Linked DNA regions of Arachis hypogaea: region 1 is linked to region 2. A link is a contact called in public Hi-C data. All regions are on one chromosome and are shown on one strand. The core of a region is the stretch at or near the end of the contact, and the rest is flanking DNA. Distances in the headings are between cores, read along the strand shown.

The links. A called contact is a pair of places that touch in the nucleus more often than the background predicts.
Region 1: a Hi-C map of leaf shows a contact between it and region 2, with 2.9 times the contacts expected there. The contact joins the promoter of LOC112712659 here to the enhancer-like site in region 2. A contact is called at or near these places in 2 of 8 Hi-C or Micro-C datasets (leaf and an unstated tissue).

What each region holds. Positions count from the first base shown.
Region 1 is chr9:119,637,892-119,642,296 of arahy.Tifrunner.gnm2.J5K5, reverse strand. LOC112712659 (phosphatidylinositol N-acetylglucosaminyltransferase subunit A) reads left to right here and starts at 1,997. Exons shown (of 8, transcript XM_072203720.1): 1 at 1,997-4,405.
Region 2 is chr9:119,595,173-119,599,536 of arahy.Tifrunner.gnm2.J5K5, reverse strand. No RefSeq gene overlaps it. Among protein-coding and RNA genes, the nearest start is that of LOC140175251, 22 kb to the right of the region's middle. Within about 2 kb of position 2,701, at least 1 of the 3 cell types and tissues checked has open chromatin away from gene starts, as enhancers often do.

The sequences.
Region 1 (4,405 bases), core at 748-3,247, 43 kb before region 2:
ACCCAAACCCCTAAACCCCAAATCCCAAACCCCTAGACCCTAAACCCTAACCCCTAAACCCTTAAAACCCTAAACCCTAACCCCTAACTCCTAACTCCTAAATCCCTAAACCCTAAACCCCTAAGCCCCTAAGCACCTAAACACCTAAACCCCTAAGCCCATAGACCCATAGGCACTAGACCCTAGACCCTAGCCCCTAGCCCCTAGACCCTAGACCTTAGACCCTAAACCCTAAACCTTAAACCCTAAACACGAGACCTTTGAGATGGGGAGGGGGCGGAATACCGTGTGAGTTATGCCTCATTGGTGGCAATTTATGAATTTATATAGAACGTCAACAAAAAAAAAACACCGAACATATAAATCTGAGTTCACTATTGAAACCCATCAATAAAAGCCAACATGTCAAATGAAAAGCCCAACAGTTTCAACCAAAACAAAAAAATATGAAAAATTAAATCAAACAACACAAAAAGAGAAGTGAAAAAAGGAATAAACTAATGAATCAATCAAAATAGAATGCTCACCAGCCTGAGAAGGCAACTGAGTTTGCTGCTTCTGCTGCTGAGCCGCCGCAGCTGAACCCTTCTTGGGTGGAGACGTCAGTGCCGCCGCGGCGATTTTATGTGAAGGGTCCTCGGCGTCGTCATCTAACAAATGGAAAGTGTTCGCCGTCGCCATTTTTGGAAAGCCGGGGCGACATGAAGTGCGACGAAGCAGACCAGAGAGAGAAGTGTCAATATTGTCGGTGCGGTAGGGTGCTACGGCGAAGAAGGAATGCCGGCGCAGCTCGGAGAGCAACGGAGCAGATCAAAGAGAGAGTGGGAGGAAGCAGGCCAGATAGAGAAAAGGAGCCCTACGGTTTACCTTTTCTTTTCCTTTTTCTTTATTCCTAAAATTAGTGAGGCTGACACCTGGATGAAAGTTCCACAACAAATATACAAGTAGGAGCAATGTTCTAAAAACCGGTTCGAACCGTGAACCGGTGAGAATTACGATTCGGTTTTATGCCAAAACCGAAAAAAATAAAAACCGTTGTTGAACCGCTAAACCGGCCGGTAACCAGTCAGTCGAACCGAACCGAGACCCGGCCGATTTTTTGCTTGGCCCAAAAACACTCAAAATGCGCGTTTAGCTTTCAGTAACCCCCTCCCCAACTCTTGCGTTACCAACCCTAACCCACTCCAAATCTCCAACGGCGCAGCAGCACACGCTCCCTCGTCCCTCCCATCACCCTCGAGCTAGCCGTTCCTCTCAACGCCGGCGAGCTCAGTCCCTCCCTTTCGCGCTGCCACGGTCCCGCTGGCGCTAGCTCTATTTCACCGCAGCCACTGTCCCATTCGAAGGTGCTCCTTCTATCGGTGTCTCCTTCTTTTGTGTTATGTTCAAGGCTTCTAGCTTCGAAGGTGCTCTCTTTCGCCGCCGTCGCGCTCACATAGAGGAAGAATCATCACAAGTGTCGCCGTTTCCTCCTCCTCTCGATCAAGCCGTCATCCACTTCTCTGCTGCGCCGCTGTCTACTTCTCAATCCTCCTACTCGCCGCAGTCTTTCATCCGCTTTCTACTTCTCAATCCTCCTCTTTCCCCTGTTCCAAATCTATGCGGTCAGACCTTCTCTTCTAGGCTTTCTAGCTCGGCACGTCGTCCAGTCTTCGTCGGTGACTTCGGTGTTCAAGGCTTCCAGCTGCTGCGCCGTCTAGTAGCCGTCGTCATCCTGCTGTCGGTGGAAGGTTAGTGAATTTGTTTTTGAGTTTGAGCTGTCAAACCCAAGGTTCTGAAAACCGGAACGGATTGGCCGGTTTGACCGAATTAACCGGGAACCAGTCATTTGACCGGTCCGATTTGTCTTTAGAACTGTTATGCAAAAAACCGATTTAAAAACCGGATGAACCGGTGGTTAATCGGCAAACCGAGTGAACCGGCCGGGTTTTTTCAAGTCCCGGTTCGCTGATCCAACAATCAAAACGGCGCCGTTTTGATTCCAGAGAAAAAACAAAAACCCAATGCTGAGTTATCCCCTTTCTTTCTCTAACAAACACCCTCACCAACCCTAGATTCTCCTAAACGGCGAAACCCTATCAGAGCCACCATCACCATCTCCCCTTTCATTCTGCTCTTCTCCTCGCGTCGCCAGAAGCTAAGGTCGGTTCGGGGCTGTTGTTGGCATCGCCGTTTTTCTGTTCGAGCTCTCTTTGTCGCTGCTTCTTTGCTCTTCATCGTTGGTCGTTGCCGCTTCTCCAATCCTCGCCGTGGGTCGTCACTGCTTCTCCCCTCCTTGCCGTGTCGTTTCTTCTTCTCACCTCCTCGTCGTTTTTTTCTGTGTCCCCTTCTCGTCTCCCCGCCAGTCTTGTCGTCGCTGCCTCTCTGCTCCGTGTCTCACTGTCGTCGCTTATCTGTTTCACGTTACTAAAATTCCCAATTTGAATTTCTCTATCTCGCTGGCTCTATGCTGTCTTTTCCTCTCCTTCGCTGGCAATCCAGATAACGTAAAACCTCCCCTTTATCCTCTTCAATAATGTTCAATTTGTTGTAATTGTATTACATTGTTTTCTTCTTTATTTTGTTCTGAATATACATATGATATATTATTGATGATTCTGCTGAGTTTTGAGATATTCATTTTCTGAAGTTTTATTTGAATTCAGTCAGTTGATGTTGAATTAATTCTGCTAAGATTGAGTTATAAATTTACTTTTTTTAAGTTTAATTTATTAATTATGCTGAGATTATATTTGCTGAGATTGATATTGAATTAATTCTACTGAGATTGCCAGATTGGGTTATAAATCCAATCTGTTTTACTTGTTATTTTGGTAAATTGTTATTTTGCTGTCATTGATTCAAAAGAGAAACATTGCTACAATTCTGCATTGGATTTACTATATAGCTTTAAAATAATGGTTGGATGAAGTTCAAACAAGGAGTAGTTTATTCATAGAAAAAGAGAATGAAGTTAAGAAGTAAAGAACAAAAAGATTACCTAATTTATGAAAATGGAAAATTCAGGAATGGAAACCTAATTTATAAAGGTTATTCATGCTTTTATATTGTGTTTTTTTTTTGTTTAGTTAATTTAATTGTTCAGTTTTTGTGTATTCTGAGCTTCTTACTGTGCTGTGGAATTGCTTCTTCTAGTTCAAATTGAAGACTATACTGATTTCTTTTTCTCCCTGCACCATACTAAAATTTGTGGCCTCAAATTTAGGTAGCCTATAATGGATCATTATCTTCTGTTATATCAGGAACTGATATTGTTTGACCAAGCTTAGAAGTTGCTAATGTGTTATATATACATGAAGATTGAGAAACTTAAATGAAAGAACCAAGCTTCGACCAATTTTAATTCATACAATGCTTTAATTGCTCTGCACCTTATCTCACAATATATGCCACTTTGAATTTTTAATAATTTTATGTTATATTTAACTAAACCGGTTCAACCACGGTTCGACCTCGGTTGAACCATTGAACCAATGAACCAGTTACTTGACCAGTCCGGTTCTCGCAACCTTGGTCAAACCCAAAAAACCCCTAAGCTGCTTCAGTTTTTTTGGTTGTTTCCAATCCAGCACAGCCTTGGATGAGAGCGAAAGTGACCCTTGGATTTCTTTTTCCCCTGTTTCAATCAGCTTTTCAATTTTTTTTTTAAACTTGTGTATTAGTCTTTTGTTATTCAGTCTTTTAAGCATTTAGTCAAATATTCAAGTTGTAGCAGCACTTCATTGCTTCAAAGTTCAAACAAAACAAAATTGAGACAATTCAAGAATAAGCTAAAAAGTGTGAAGAAACCGAGTCTTTCTACCAAAAATTACTTAGCTAAAATCAAGAAATTTGTTTTTTATTTTGAGCTGTTTCAGTGTTATGAATTTGATTTTGAATGTCTGATGAGTGATTTGTGATTTTTGAATCTGAAATTAATTAATTTGTGATCAGTGTTTTGAATTTGAAATTTGCGAGAAGTGATTTGTTATGCTGCATTGCTGCTGTTGGTATTTAATTTGTTGTTGAAATAGTTACGGATTTGTTGAAATAGTTACTTATTTGTTTAATTCTGAATGCTCGGTTCTTCTTCTTTCTTTTAATTTCTGAAATTTTTGTTCAAATTTTCTTGTAATATTTTGTAATGTTTTGTATGTTTGTTGCTGTTTTGTAATTGCTGGTTGCTGGTTGCTGGGTGCAGGTTTAGTGTCATCACTGATTTGGAATGTTTTATAATGTACAATGTTTGTTGTTGTTTTGTAGTTGCTGTTTTGTAATTGCTGGTTGCAGGTTTAGTGTGATTATTGGTTAATGTTTTGTAATGTTTGGTGCTGAAGGCTGATTGTTGAGTTCAGATATAGTTGTTTATTTTGACTTGGGTAAAGAGACTTATGGTCATTTTTTCCTGCCTTGTATCAATTCAGAT
Region 2 (4,364 bases), core at 1,452-3,951:
TTAGCGATTGATTTTGTTTGATGAGGATTTAGTAGTCTTGATTGAAAATTGGTCACTAAATCAGTAGCTAATGATTAGTGACCAACATCGGTCGCTGTTTCAAATTTAGCGACCAATATTTTGGCGACTGCCAGAATCGGTCAGTAGTGACACTTTTTCTTCTCAATCCCCTTTTCGTTAAAAAATCACAAATCTTTTTAATCAATCATCAACACTCTAATATATTAAAGGAAAAGCTTTTATATTGGTAATCATTGTGGTGGATTAATTTTATTTAAGTATTGAAATCAAATATTATTAGCTGTTAAATATGCTAATTGTTCGTTTCAAATTTAAAAAATAGGGTAGCATTAAACTTATTTAAAGATTTTTAAGATTAAAATAGGATGTTCGATACTTTTTAAAACAAAAATACAATATTTAAAATATTAGAGACCGAATTAGAATTTAATCCAAACATTAAAGACTAAAATAATAGTATATCCTAGATAATATATCTTGCTTATTTTTAGCGAATATTTCTTAATCTGTTTTTCACTATTTTTTAGATTATATTTTAAAATTTATATACATAAGAATAAGATATAATTATAATTCAATAATAACAATTATGCTAATTTGTTATATAAAAATCAAAATTTTTAAACTTTTACATTATAAATTTTTTTATACCATATCATAAAATTAAAGAAAAGTACAGAGAGTCAAGTGTTTACTAGTCAATAATTGAACAACTCAATTAATAATGATTAATTTTAAATTATTTTTTTAAATTCAAAATTTGATTAATTGACATAAATAACATTTTTAAATCAAAACTTACTCTAATTATATTCAAAATTTTGATCCTAATTTTTTATTTACCTATTTTTTTTTACTAAATTTTACATCTATTATTCTTAAACTCTGATTTTTGTATGCAATTATAATTTAACAAAATATAAAAATCATTGAACATAGATTTATAAAAGTATTGTGCTTTTAAAACTAATTACATCATTTTAATGTCTCTAATTATTAATCACATCATTTAGGTAGTATTTGTTTTGAGGTATTGGGACAGAGATTAAAAGACTATAATTCAGTATTATGTTTGTTGGCTCAGAGACTGGTATTAAAATTTCAGTCTTTATCTCTAAAATTTTAGTATTTTAGTACCTCAAAAAACTGAAACTTTAATAACATTTTATACCTAAAATACCCTATTTCAATTAATTAATTCCAACTTTATCTTTTGTATAAATTAAATTAGAGTTTTATTTTTGTTTCAATTTCTGTCTCCCATTTACACCGAACATAATACTAAGATTTATTTCAATCTCTATCTCTCTTTCAAACGCTACCTTAAAATCTTTAAACACTAACTAAAATTATAATTACAATGACATAATCATTTTTTTGAGGTATGTTCACCATCTTTGTCCTTTCTTGTATTTATTTTTTCACTTTGTAGTTATGAACTCAAAATTTTAAAATTAATTTTTTTTATTATTGGTTAAAATAAACAGTTATTAAGTTCAAATCCTTTTCCTGTCTTTTCCAATCTAATAATTAAATCATCATTTTCCTCTTGCATTTTTTAATTATTTTTTCATGTTTTGATCTTCTCAATCAAGTTATACTTGGAAACAATATTTGACATACAAATTGATACCATAATAAAGTCCGAGAGATGTGAAAAGCTGAAAAATTCTCTTTAACACTAGTGTAATGATGACCAATTTAAATTCACCTTCAATTTGCTTGGTTATCACATGTTTCACAAAAAATGCAGGTAAAAAAGATCCGGCACCAAGAAAATAGGTAAAAATGGCTTAGACATGAATCCAACTAATAAATACTTTTGTAAGAGAATAATATATAGCACTTGATTTAGCTGAAATCAAAGATTAAATCCAATAAAAAAATCTAAATTTATTTTTTAAACAAATATTTGTTTTCATGCTTAATCAACACAAGATGCAATGCCAGGAGGAAAGAATCAATCCCACAAAAAAATTAAGAAGGTCTAGTTAACAATAACTCAACAAATATTTTTGAATTATATTTTATATTAATTAATAACATTAATTGTTATTAACTAATGGTTATTTAATTTTTTTTAAAAGATACAAAATTAATGATTATTAATTGCCTCTTCTTACTTTAATTCACCTTTTACTATTTATTACACAAATATTAATTCCTCTTTTAAAAAAAATTTCAAAACTCCAAAACATAAAATAAAAAATCATCCAAATCCTAAAAAAACATACAAAATTAGGAAAAAGAATTATCTAAAACTAATAAAAAAAATCATCTGAAATGTAGAAAAAAGAAACATAAAAAACTAGTTAAAAAAATCATTCAAAACCAAATAGGAGGAGGAGGAGAAGAGCCGTACGGTGGCCGGCGACGACGTCTTGGATGGCGTTGCGTGGACAGTGGGGACTCGCGGTGGCGTGTTGTGATGAGTGGAGGAGTCGCTATAGATCGGAGTAGTTGATCGCGCATCGTGAATGGAGACCTGGTGGTGGCTGCGTCGCGACGGATGGAGAGTCGTGGGGTGCGAGTGGCGAATAATGGGGAGTCGCGAGCGGCAAGGGTGCGTCGGGCAAGCGATGGGGAGTTGCGATGGGACGCGAGGAGGGTGAAGTAGAAGCGCGATAGTGGCTGTCTTTCCTGCACAAATGGCAGATGAGGTGGCGAAGAAGGATGCAAGGATGACCGGCGATGGTGTGCGAGTACGGTGCTACGACGAAGCTAGCGGCGCAAGGACAAAACCGCAGCAGCGTGGGGTATTAGAAAGAGGGATTAGGATTTGTAATTTTGTATGATGAATGATGAGTGGAAGTGAAAATAAATTAGAGTAGATTTTATTTAAACATGTCATTGATGTCAATTAATCAAATTATGAATTTAATAAAATAATTTAAATTCTAGTGGACACTTGGCTCTCTATGCTTTTTTTTTTATTTTATGATATGGTATAAAAAAATTTATAATGTAAAAGTTTAAAATATTTTATTTTTATATAACAAATTAGCATAATTGTTATTATTTAATTATAATTATATCTTATTGTTATGTATATAAAAGTTTAAATATAATCTAAAAAATAGTAGAAAACATATTAAAAAATATTCGCTAAAAATAAGTAAGATATATTACTTAGGATATACTATTATTTTAATCGTGTTTAATGTTTGGATCAAATTTTAATTCGGTCTCTAATATTTTAAATGTCTTATTTTTGTCTTAAAAAGTATCGAACATCCTATTTCAATCATAAAAATTTTTAAATAAGTTTAATTTTATCCTATTTTTAAATTTGAAACGAACAATTAACATATTTAACAGCTAATAATATTTGATTTTAGTACATAAATAAAATTGATTCACCACAATGATTACCAATATAAAAACTTTTCCTTTAAAAAGATTTGCGATTTTTTGACAAAAAGGACATTGAGAAGAAAAAATGTTACTACTGACTGATTTTCGCAGTTGCCAAAATCTTGGTCGCTAAATTTGAAACAGTGACCAATTTTCAATTAAAACTACTAAATCCTCATCAAACACAATCAATCGTTAACCAAATTGGTTGCTAAATGGTGACTGAATTTTCTGTCGCAAAATCGGTCGCTAATTAGTGACCAACCATTAGTAACCAAATTTTCTATTGCTGATAACGACCAGGCTTTATGGTAGCTAAATCGATCGCTGATCCTAATTTTCTATTTATCTATTTTTTTTTACTAAATTTTACATCTATTATTTTTAAACTCTGATTTTTATATACAATTATAATTTAACAAAATATAAAAATCATCGAACATAGATTTATAAAAGTATTGCTTTTAAAACTAATTACATCATTTTAATGTCTCTAATTACTAATCACATCATTTAGGTAACATTTGTTTTGAGATATTAGGACAGAAATTGGGAGAATAGAACTCAGTATTATGTTTGTTGACTTAGAGATTTGTATTAAAATTTCAGTCTCTATCTCTAAAATTTTAGTATTTTAGTACTTTTAAAAATTAAAACTTTAATAATATTTTATACCTAAAATATCCACATTTCAATTAATTAATTCTAACTTTATCTTTTGTACAAATTAAATTAAAATTTTATTCTTATTTCAATCTCTGTCTCCCACTTATACCGAACATAATACTGAGACTTATTTCAATATCTGTCTCTCAATTTCAGTCTCTCAATCTCTATTTCTCTTCCAAACGCTACCTTAAAGTCTTTAATCACCAACTAAAATTATAATTACAATGGCATAATCATTTTTTAGAGGTATGTTCACCATCTTTGTCCTTTCTTGTATTTATTTTTTCACTTTGTGGTTATGAACTCAAAATTTTAAAATT